Regions from separate parts of the Gossypium hirsutum genome. Here region 2 is linked to region 1. The links are chromatin contacts, called in public Hi-C maps. All regions are on one chromosome and are shown on one strand. Each heading gives the region's core, a stretch centred on a gene start, on an enhancer-like site or on the middle of the called end of the contact. The rest is flanking DNA. Distances are from core to core; before and after follow the strand shown. Region 1 holds the start of LOC107949710 (callose synthase 10). Region 2 holds the start of LOC107949701 (calmodulin-binding protein 60 A).

Region 1 (5,920 bases), core at 2,739-5,238:
CTAAAGGGACAATATTGTAGGGCGTGAGTTCACCAGATATAGTTGCATCAGCATTTTTAATTCTTCGCAACTGAAAAAATATATAAAAGATCATATAGTTTTCAACCAAATAAAGATCAACCATATACCTTATTTCAAGACATAAACGAGTTAAAACATGAGATAAAATGGCAAAGAGCGAAGTTGTTAGTAACAGTTTCATGGAGAACAGATTATAAAAGAGAATATCATAGGAACTTCATTGACAAGCTAGAAGTACAACATGCAAATGAATAATATATAAATATTGAAAATATCCAAGACGCTCACTGAAAAGCACATTCAGTGGGTGTTAATCACATGTACCTCATCCTTAATAAGCCTTCCAACCCCATCCGGATCAGCATCTTTGCTAAGTGCCTCCATGACCTCCACTAAGGCCCTCAAAGTAGCAAGGACCTTCTTCATTCCTAAAGCACTAGAGATTTCATGGCACAAAAAATAACAATAATAAAATCATGAAATAGAAAATATGCCAACCAAAAAGAAATAGAAAACTGGCCAAGATGAAAATTTAACGAACAGATAAATGTTACAACTAAATCCAACTTCAGTGTGGTGCTTAGCTTCTACACTAAATTTAAACAGGATGCAAGTATTTAAATTCCAATGTTAAATCATCAACTTCAGAGTTTTGTAAACCTTCCCTCTGTACTTATTTAAATTCCAATTGATGATAGTTTGCTTAGACTAAACTTAGAGATCATTCATTAAATAGGATAAAAAATCAAATAATTGTATTAATTCCCCCAACATATTCTAATTCAAGACAGATGGTTTGAGAATAGTACTTAATATTGCCAAAAACATAAGCACACAAATTAAATCACAAGGAAACTAATAGAATAGCATCAGGTATCCATACTCTCCCAAACTAGTAGATGAGAAGGTTCCAGATTCCCGCCATCTTTGTTCTTCTCTTTGGATATCATCTACTTTGTGCCGCCTCTTATAGAGCTTATAGAACTCCCATAAATGTTCAATATCACGATTACGATCTATTCGCCCACCATCCCTTTTGGCAAGTTTTTGCTGCAGGAAAAAGAAAATGGCGATCAAAATAAGAATTTAGAATGAAATGATTGGGGGGAAAAGGCACCAAGGTTCAGTCATGTAGTAGTAGTTGTTAGATAGCAGATGAAGTAAATCAACATCAAATCCAAATCAAGAATGAAACAATATAATTTGTGGAATAACATACAAGCATATTGTTGTAATCAGAAAACTCGACGGAAGATGAAATCAATATACATAGATTATTAGAAATAGAAATATAAGTAAATCTTAAAAAAGTTGCATTGACATATTTGGTTCACCAAATATTTTACTAAGAATATGATGGTAACTTCCAAATCTATCCTTATCAAATAAAATGCAAATTTTATTAGTTTTATATTTTCCAATGATATTTATAATTGACAAAAATGTCAGTTTAAATCTTCTTTTTAAATAATAGTTATTTTAAATACAAATAAAAGAAAGCAATTATGAGATGAGAAAGCAAATTAATTGAAATGAGAAAACAACAAGAAAGTTTTATATATTTAATATGCATGAAATGAGAAAGCAAATTAATTGAAAGTTAATTTGATAGTGATTAGAATAATTCTAAAATTAATTTGATTTCATGATTTTGTAGTTAGGAAAAAAACTGGGTAAAAAATGAGAAAATTGGGTAAAAATAAATATTAATCAAAGTAAATTTTAACTTTCCAATTGCATGGGAAGTTACTTTCCCACCACTCTTTACAGGAATTGCTATTGCATCATCATGTTTATGAGAAAATTGGCACATACCCAAAAATATGGACACTTTTAAGCAAGCCAAATATAGGAATCAGATTCCCACAAATTAAATTTTTGGGAAGGTGAGCACATTCCTTCATACCAAACACCCTCTAAGGTTAGTGGTCAGTGGGGGTCAAAAACAACAGTGAAATGAATATATTGGCAAATTGTAGCAGTGTAATATGAGTAGGATCTAAAACAGATAAGTGGTAAACATAGCTCATACCGACAAAAAACAATACCATTGATCTGGACCCTAAGAGAAGACCAATGACCATGGTAAATTTATTGCTATCTAGACAGGATAAGCATAAACATTATTTAAACTATATGAAAAAAACTACATAACATCAAAAGCTTACATAATAGTACCTTAATTACAGACATCAAACCAGTCTTGAACTGAAGGACACCTCTACCTTCACTATTTGGGTCCAAGTTTTGGGCCATACCATATGCCTGCTCACAAACTGAAATTGAAAGCATATAAATAATAAACATATCACCATCCAGAAATAAATTAGGATTCAGAAGTGGAACAAACGGTTAAGAAAAAAACACACAAATGCCTAGAGTAACCATAGACATACCAGTCAATGTACAAATCTAATAGGCCATTGGAGGTCAAATATAAAAAGAAAGTTACTAAATAATTTTTTTTAGAAAGAAAAAATGACCACAATAAGGAGAAAAGCTGGCCACTCTATCAAGATGCTTATTTACTTTGGGTGGGTCTAAAGTCATAAAGTAATTTGGATTCCTAGTATATTGCACACCAACATATTCACATAGAAACATATTCAAAAACATAATAACATTGCAGTGAGATTCTAATTAACAATGAACCCAAAACAGGTTGATTATCCAATTTTTTTGCCAAAGTAAACAGCAAATTCTTAGATGTAAATAGAAATTCTCAAACTTCCTCATGTTATATCTATCTGACTAACTTGGCTATTAAAATCAATATGATCTGATGCTTTCAGTTTAATCATTCAACCAAATCAGAAATCTGCTTTAACAACTCAACACAAATAACTGTTTGGGTTTAACTAAAGTCCTCAAATATTGGAATTTACAAGCCCTTGAATATACTTCATGACAAAATATGACACAGACAGACATTTATGTACAATCTGAAAGAGACCCAAAGATCATTCAATTCAAATCGCATTGCCCCACAATAGTCATTTCTATGACATAAAATGGTTTCCATTACAAGCATGCTTATACCTTATTTTTGTTCTATATTACTACAGTTATTGCTTCTGTAAACTTAAATTACGCAATCATGTATAGTTAACCTCTTGTTCCTGCAATAAATCCATCAAATAAGTTCTTATAGTGTTAGTTCAGCTAGACGTGGAAGTCTATGCCGACTAGTATTTCATAGACCGAACAGACAAAGCAAGAACAACACAGCAGGTAAGGAAGATCGAGAACCAATTCGTCTAAATTCAAAACTCCCTTCAGCACATAAACGAAAGGAAGGAAGAATTCAACTCCTACCTATTTTATCTCTGATAATCAATAATATGAGCAAACAAACTCAACCTCGTACATAAACACCAGCTTACTCTATAAAGTCACTTTCAAGTCATTTCCCCTTCCGTGACATAAATTGCCATCAGATCACGTGATCAAGTACCAATAAAACAAAGAAAATAGGAGGAAGAAGAGAGAAACGTACGTATCCTGGCAACATTCGGGTCCTCCGCTTGAATCTCATCCGCAGCCTGAAGGATGGCGTCGATATTAGTGGCGCGACCAAGCGAGGGTGGGAGTTGAACAGCACCGGCGATCCCACTTGGTCTTCTCGCATGACCTTGACCAGCATCTCTGAGCTGCTCTCTTTCCAAGGTAGCACGCACCAGTCTCTCCCAGTTTTTTAAAACCCTAGCCATGGAATCTCAAGAATCTACCAAATCAATAGATAGAACCTAGTCTTTCACATGAAAGAGATGAAATTGAGAAACAAAACAAAAAAACAAGAGACGCCAACTCTGGACGAGTTGAATAGCACGACTCGGTGGTGGTGAGTTGGATCTACAACGAAATATACGAGAACTTCTCAAAGCAGATTTGAAATTGAGGTTTAACGAGGAAAATGAAAGTTAACGCGGAGGCAAAAGAGAAAATGCTGATGGGTGGAATTACTGATAGACCCTCGGTTTTTAAACCGTCTGATCAGATCAAATATTGACGATCTCTCTGATCTCAGAGAAATGAACGGATCAGATTTGTTGCTGTAATTGTCCGCAAACAATATTTTGATACGAGTTTGTAAAGAGGGCTAACCAACTTTGCAGCGGGACGCGTTTGTTATTTTGGAAAGGTAGACTAGTAGACGCTTAAACCTTAAGAATTTATCATACCATGCTTTTTTAAGAAAAATATAATATCTAACCAATATGTAATTATTCAGAGTGGCACTCCTTCTCCAAGCAATTGACCCATTTTTAAACAATGTCGAAATATTATCTTTTATACTTTATCAAGAGTAACAATACTATGAAATACAGCCCAATAAAACTAGTTCACAGCCTCGAAAGCATTTTGATTACTAAACCTACAAAACTCAGGTGCTACCATAGTTACAAGTGAGTGGGTTATAAATTTAAAGTTGATAGTTCAAGTCCCCACACATTATTATTCTCACATCCTTTATTGACATATTTTCTTTTAAGTAATCAACTAAAGAGCTCTCAACTTTGTCAACCAAGCCCATTAAATAGTTATTCGGGTACATTGATTCTCGACAAAGTATCAGACAAAATTTATACTAATAGATAACACTTGACAGAGTTGGGGGACTGGTAGGTTGTTTGGCAAATAACAATTTGAAGATAAAGAAATATTGAGAGCATTATGAAATTATCATTAGTATTTATTTTTTTTAATTAGATTTTATTCTAATTGTTTTTAAATTTTTGATTTTTTTTTAAAGTTTAGTTTGATTGTATTTGATTAAATTTAAAAAATTAAACTTTAAATTTAGTTTTTAACATTAAAACTTTTTAAATATATTGTTTTGATGTTAATTTTAAATTTTAAATAATGTATTAAAATCATAATTTGTTTTTATCTATACATATAAATTAAATTGAAGGTTAATCTTCTTATAAAATAAATAGATAGAGAGTAAAGAACAAAGAAAATGGAAAAGTAAAAGAGAGAACGTATTTTATTGATCAATTCATTAAAGATATATTATTTTGACAATTCATAAAAGATTTAACTTGCATCTAATGGTTGTTGTTACAACATTTTATGAATCACTATATAATAAAGTTTATATTAAGATCCTTGAAAGATTTATAATGCTAGAAGCATATTGAAATTCTCGAGAAATTGATCATTTATATGAATTGGAATAATTTGAACATATGTGGTAAAATTGACTGAGTGAATAGTAGTTGAATGAGGATTATAAAATAATCAAAAATACCTATTTATATTTTTATAGAAGAATTATAATTAATGTTTTCTATGATTATTGTTGAAACTCTAGAAGAGATCAAAATATATTTCTCCCACATTTTCTCCCACTCATGACTTTCAAAAGAATGGTGATATAAATGATTAGCAAATATATTCAAATAATCATTTGAAAAACTAGTATTCGAGATTGAATACGTAGAATATGAGAAAGTATGTGATGTTTTCACGAGGGGAGTAAATACGCGTTCTACTCTTTTTCCCTTAATCGAGGTTTTGTCCCATTGGGTTTTCCTGGTAATGTTTTTAATGAGGCAGCATAATATGCATATTATAGACATGCGTACTCTTTTTCCTTCACTAGGATTTTTTTTCCACAGGATTTTTATCTTAGTAAGGTTTTAACGAGGCACATTATCTACCAATGGACATCTAAGGAGGAGTGTTATGAATATCTTATTAAGTGGATGTCCATCAAGATCAAGACAGGTTTTAATGTACTTTAAATTTTTATAGTCAATAGAAGTAGATCTCTACTTCATTTATATTTCTTATGCCTATAAATAGAGACTTTAGAGAAGTTTTATAAATATTCCGATTGACCAATAAAATACACTCTCTCTTTTACTCTCCCATTTTCTTTGTCATTTACTCT
Region 2 (5,539 bases), core at 2,258-4,757, 370 kb after region 1:
TCAAAATCCTAAATGTCGATGAATAGTCAACATGAAACCTGGCTAAACAGGAAACCTTCCATAAAAATTCTAAGCAGCATGCTAAAAGAAAGAGCAGTCGAGTCTTACATGGCGCAACCTTGGAGGATCTATGAAGAGCATGGTCAAGAAATCCTTTACACAGTTGATATTTTCCCGACTCAAGCGCTTATGGAAAGCCCCATCTTTGCCAATTTTCTCTAATCTCCACACTTCATCAGAAAGAGATGGAGGATGGTGCTTCTTGTATACTGCAACCAGAAACTGAAAGTTGAAAAAGAGTTCTTTCTATCTTCTATCTCCTTCTCATAATGGCTTAAAAACAACCATGTCAATGCATATACAAATTCAGAAGCCGAAACGAAAGAAAAAGACAGCAATGTAACTTTTATTTTTCTTGTTGTGATTGGAATCCTGAAGAGTATTTTGATATTTGCAATTTAATAATAGATTAAAAGTGGAGAAAGAAGGAAAACGATATTAGAATTTGTTCAACAGCTTGATATCATCAATAATAGACAACTACAGAACACTACTCAAAGTGACAAGCATCTGATTTCGTAGCCAGAAAATTTCTATTTCGTGTGCTATATAATATAGGTACTAATAAAAAAGTACTTACATTCACCACGATGATCCCTGACAATGAAGGATTCCGTCTTTGCTTCTCTTACTCTAGTTCCATCGGAGCCATCAACAACTCTGGCACCAAGTCTGAATCGACGGCTTCTTGTCCAGCTTGAATTATCCGAGAACGAAATTTCACCCACTAATCCAATTCCCCTGGTAAGAGTTAGAAATGCGTCTCCGGCAAGAAGAGGTTTCTTTCCTTCTCTCTCTCTTACAATGTTATTCTTAAACTCTTCAAGTGTCCAATTGTCCCCCTCATCACCATCAAAATCTCCCTCAAGAACCACAACCTCTACTTTGGCAGAAGACTCAGGGCCAGAGGAAACTATTTGTCCAGTAAGAGAATCGACTATGGCCACCTTAATGACAGAACATTCTTCTGCTTCAATTCGAGTTCCAGTGAACACGGGAAGAGAGAGATTATTTAAGAATTGGAGTTGTAAGATTCTTGATGTAGAATTTACATCCTTCCCTCCATTCCTTTAAAAAAAGAGCAGAATCGCGTGGTTAGTATACTATGAAGCTAACCCAACTTTCTGTAGAATTTTTTTCCCTTCTTTTAATTGAATTTGTACCTTTTCATATTGTTCAAATGCTTTCTAAAAGCCACTTCAACTTCCTCTTTGACCTAAGGAACATAACATAGTTAATGTACATATGATAAAGAACTACCAAAATATATGGGAGCTTGCCACCGATGGATAAGAATACAAGTTTTTGCTCGCTTTTCCCAGAATAACTTTGAAATTAGATGTCAGACACAATAGCATCGGCATTAGAAAAAGACAATGAAAAACACAACAATATTAGGCAGCATGTCCATCCAGTGAAGCAAAATAGCATTGATATAACATTCACAGAAAGGTTGAGTGAAGATGCCAAGAGAATGTGTTGAACTGAAAAGCATACAAGACATATCTGTATGACAGACATAGAATCGAGTATCAAGAGTTTCAATTATTTTAGAAAGGCCAACTGTCTGTTTTCTATGACAAATTCAGTTTACACCTTCAGTTTTGTTTTATCATGCTTCCTATCTGATCTCAAAGCTTAAGTGAAATAACTAGAGAAAAAGACAGCTAAGTCGAGGAAATATGTTCCCAAGACACATGAAGACAACCAATTTTGTTGCTAAACACAAAGGTGTATATGGTCCAACAAATCTTAATGGGGTTAATGGCTAAGCTATGATCATCAGACTGAAAACATACTTTCAATAATATAGTTAAACCTCCAAACTAAAACTAATTGACACGAAGTGGAGATGTAAGGATCAATGAGATTCTCCATTCTCAACTTCTCCTTATAAAGTGTCCATCTATTTCAATATGTTTGGCTCTATCACGTTGAACTGGATTGTGGGTGATACTAATAGCCAACTTGTTGTCACAATACAACCTCATTGACTCATTCCATTTAACCTTAAGATCATCCAAGATGATCTTTATCCACAAGAGTTCACAAATGCGTTGGGTCATAACCCTAAACTCTGCCCCTGCACTTGATCTTGCCACCACTGTCTGTTCTTTTATTCTTCCATGTCACTAAGTTCCCAAAAGGTAGAGTACAATACCTGGTAGGCGATATACTATCAGTGACATCCAACATTTATATATAGGCCCCTTTGGTGTGCTCCCTTAAGGACTGAAAACTTTGGCTTAATTCCCCATTGTTGGGTAATAAGTTTAGGCCTTCCAATTATAAGGAAAGCCTTAAGGAAAAAACTGCAACATGCAAATGTCAGCGCTGTATGTGTAACCGTATCCAAAATTTTTTACTCCCGTGTCCAAGCAGCGTGGACTATAATAACTGCTAAACTAAACCTCATTAAGCATAGGACACGGTAATTTATGATTTCAACTCTTGAGAAAGGCAAGCTCACTAATACTCTCTTTTACCATGTAAATAAAAATCTACACCTATTATATGCAGGAAAATGATAAATAATGTAGGAGCACTTTTGAAATAACATGATTAAAGAAAGAAACATACCACCCTACGAATTAATGGCTCCAAAACTGGCTCCAGCAAATGCTGGACTGATTGCAACTTCATCACCTCCTGAACCACACTACCATCGTTTACAAACAGATTAGCAACCAGAAGAAACACTATAAAAATAATGCATAATATTAGATGGATTATATTACCAATTCATCACAACACATGGATAGGTGTAAGTGAGGTTCAACCAAATGCCTAATTCAGTTATTTTAATTGGTTACAATATCAGCCAACAACTTTACTAAGAAATAAACTCAGTACAAATATTCACTCATTTAAACTTAAATATACCTAACAAGAAAACCCCAAATTATGCATCAATAAGGGAAAAAAGAAGAATGAAATTAAGGTAAGAAAGGAAAGGCGTGTACTTTCTCAATGTAGGAACCCTTCTCCGTTTATCCTGATCAGGAGTAAAGGCTTCTGAGGGTCGACCCTTAGTACTATCTTCTTGGGGTCTCTTATGAGACATTGTTAAAACTATTAACTCCAACAATGAAAACACCCCCAGAAGCTAAGCTGTTTGGATGGTGATGAGGTTCATTCACAAACACTAAAGAACCCAACATGCGGCACTTCAATTGAAAAGGAAACCAGCAGGAGGAGATACTATTTATTTATTCATTCATCAGTAAATGATAATCAAAGAGTAAATCCAAAAGTGGAAAAAAAGAAGAAGCAAGAGTTAAAACCCTTTTTCCCATCCCACTTTCCTACCCATTGTCTGAATTTGGCTGTGTCTGGGATGCTTCTTCACCCTGAATCTCTTTCATGATCCTGTATTGGCCCTTTCTCTCTCTCTCTCTCTCTCTCGTCTGAGTTTAACACTTTAACTGCTTGGGTAGGTGGTTGTGTTTCTGTGTTGTGTGTTTATATGTAACCAAAGGATATCCGTCTGAATGTGGGACCCCACTGACCCCGTTTTGGAACTAAACAAATCTATAAACATGATGTGCTGTCCTTTCTCTTTTTACTAGGGAATTATTGGAAGAAAGGAAATTTGATTTTCCTAAATTATCTATTAAATTTTAAATTAGCCTCGAGACTTAAAAAATTATTTTCTTTTTCTATTAGCTTGTTTAACATAATTGATTTTAATTTGTTTATTTATTCTTCCTATTTCATATATAGGTTAAATAGGCAATATATGTGGTTTTTTAATTGATTAAATAGGTCGTTTTTTTAAGATTTAGGAAAATAGGTCAATTTTGAAGACTGTTTGTGAAAGCGCGCCTAGCAAGACACGTTTACACACACTCTCCTCAGCCATCAATTTTTTTTATGATTTTTTAGGGTTAAGGTTGGTATTAAGGTTAGATTTTTTTGTTTAAGAATTAGGGTTTTTATTGGGTTTAAGGTTTTGAGAGTGAAACTGTGAAAGTTTATAGGTAGATTTGAAAGATTGGGGATACAAAAACGTATCTCAAAACACATACACTTCATATGTCATGTCAGGATAGGACCATTACCTAAGAAATTCATCTTATATAAGTCAGCTTTCAGGGTGACAATGCTTGATACAATCACGGGTTGAAGTCTAAGTGGAGGTCCTAGTCAACGGTCGTTATGCGGTCACAGGTTTGAGTATAACTGGGGGTCAGTTGGCGGTCGTTATGCAGTCACGAGTTCAAGCTTTTTGGATACCCGCAAATGATGCCTTATATATACCATACATAAGATTGATGCCATAATCATAGGAAAAAATGAAGGGCTTTTCGATGTAATCAATGTAATTTTTTTCTCTATTTCCAAGCAGTTGATATCTTTAACCTTTCATTCTTATCTGAGGGTTGGCATCGAGGTTGACACAAGAGGGCTCTCAAGCGAAAAACGAATGTTCAGGTGGAGTAAAAGTCAAACTTGAGTCGGTGCTACAACAGTTGTAGTTATTAATGATTTTTTACTAACTAAAAAGAGCATCACCTTTACTCCATCGAAATAGTCATTGCCCGCCGAAGAGTCCTCCTACGTCCACGACAATGCTGACCTTCTTCTAAGAAGGAAGGTTAAAGATATCGACTGCATGGAAATGGAGAAAAAAAATTGCGCCGATTATAGCGGGAAGCCCCACAGTTTTTCCTTATGGTTATGTCTTTAAAATTTTGTATGGTATTTATAAGGCAAAATCTTCGGGTGTCTAAAAAGTTTGAGCTCGTGCCCACATAACAACTGTTAAGTGGCTCCCCAGTTATACTCTGACCCGTGACCATATAAAGCATCGTCACCCCGGAACCTGACTTCCACAGGATAGGTTTCTGAGGTAATAGTCTCATCTTGGCAGGATATATGAAATGTGTGTCTCGGAACAATATCACATCACCGAAACTCAAGAATACCTCAAATAGGAATAAATATTATTGACGAAAATTTTGACCACTAAAGTAGGGAAGAAAACTGAGAGAGAGAAATATTTTAAAGTGGAAGGATGATGGTTGAGAAAGATGATGGTTAGGTATGATGGAGTATGAAAGGAGAGACCCTTTTTATAGGCGCGGGGGAGGGGTGAGATTGAAAAGGAAAAAACAACTTATGGTTGAAAACACGTCATAGAAGAGGCGTTTTCATCGAATATTTGAATGATGTGCCTCAAATCTTACCCAAGATTCCAAGGATCAAGGCACTTTGGCAGGCTTTGAATGGTGGCAGATAGAAAGCGAGTTCATCTAGCAAGCTTTTTGGCTGCCACTACGTTTTCAAGCACGCGTATGTTCAAATTGATTATGCTGAAACACATTTTCAAGCACAGAAGATCCTTTCATTATTATTATTCGATGAAAATGTGTTTTGAAGCGCGCCTTCCCTCTCTCTTTGTTCTTTTTTGTTATTAAACTACCGAAGTATTCAGTACTTAGACACAAGCAAATTAGTTCTTTTTTTTAAGAGTTGC

Evidence for each region. A called contact is a pair of places that touch in the nucleus more often than the background predicts.
Region 2: a contact with region 1 is called in a Hi-C map of leaf, with 2.9 times the contacts expected there. The contact joins the promoter of LOC107949701 here to the promoter of LOC107949710 in region 1. A contact is called at or near these places in 4 of 34 Hi-C or Micro-C datasets (all in leaf).

Annotation. Positions count from the first base shown.
Region 1 is chrD03:41,393,902-41,399,821 of Gossypium_hirsutum_v2.1, forward strand. LOC107949710 (callose synthase 10) reads right to left here and starts at 3,989. Exons shown (of 51, transcript XM_016884453.2): 1 at 3,518-3,989; 2 at 2,200-2,297; 3 at 905-1,071; 4 at 346-457; 5 at 1-70. The coding sequence starts at 3,731.
Region 2 is chrD03:41,763,254-41,768,792 of Gossypium_hirsutum_v2.1, forward strand. LOC107949701 (calmodulin-binding protein 60 A) reads right to left here and starts at 3,508. Exons shown (of 7, transcript XM_016884434.1): 1 at 3,370-3,508; 2 at 2,641-2,719; 3 at 1,224-1,276; 4 at 641-1,128; 5 at 109-269. The coding sequence starts at 3,425.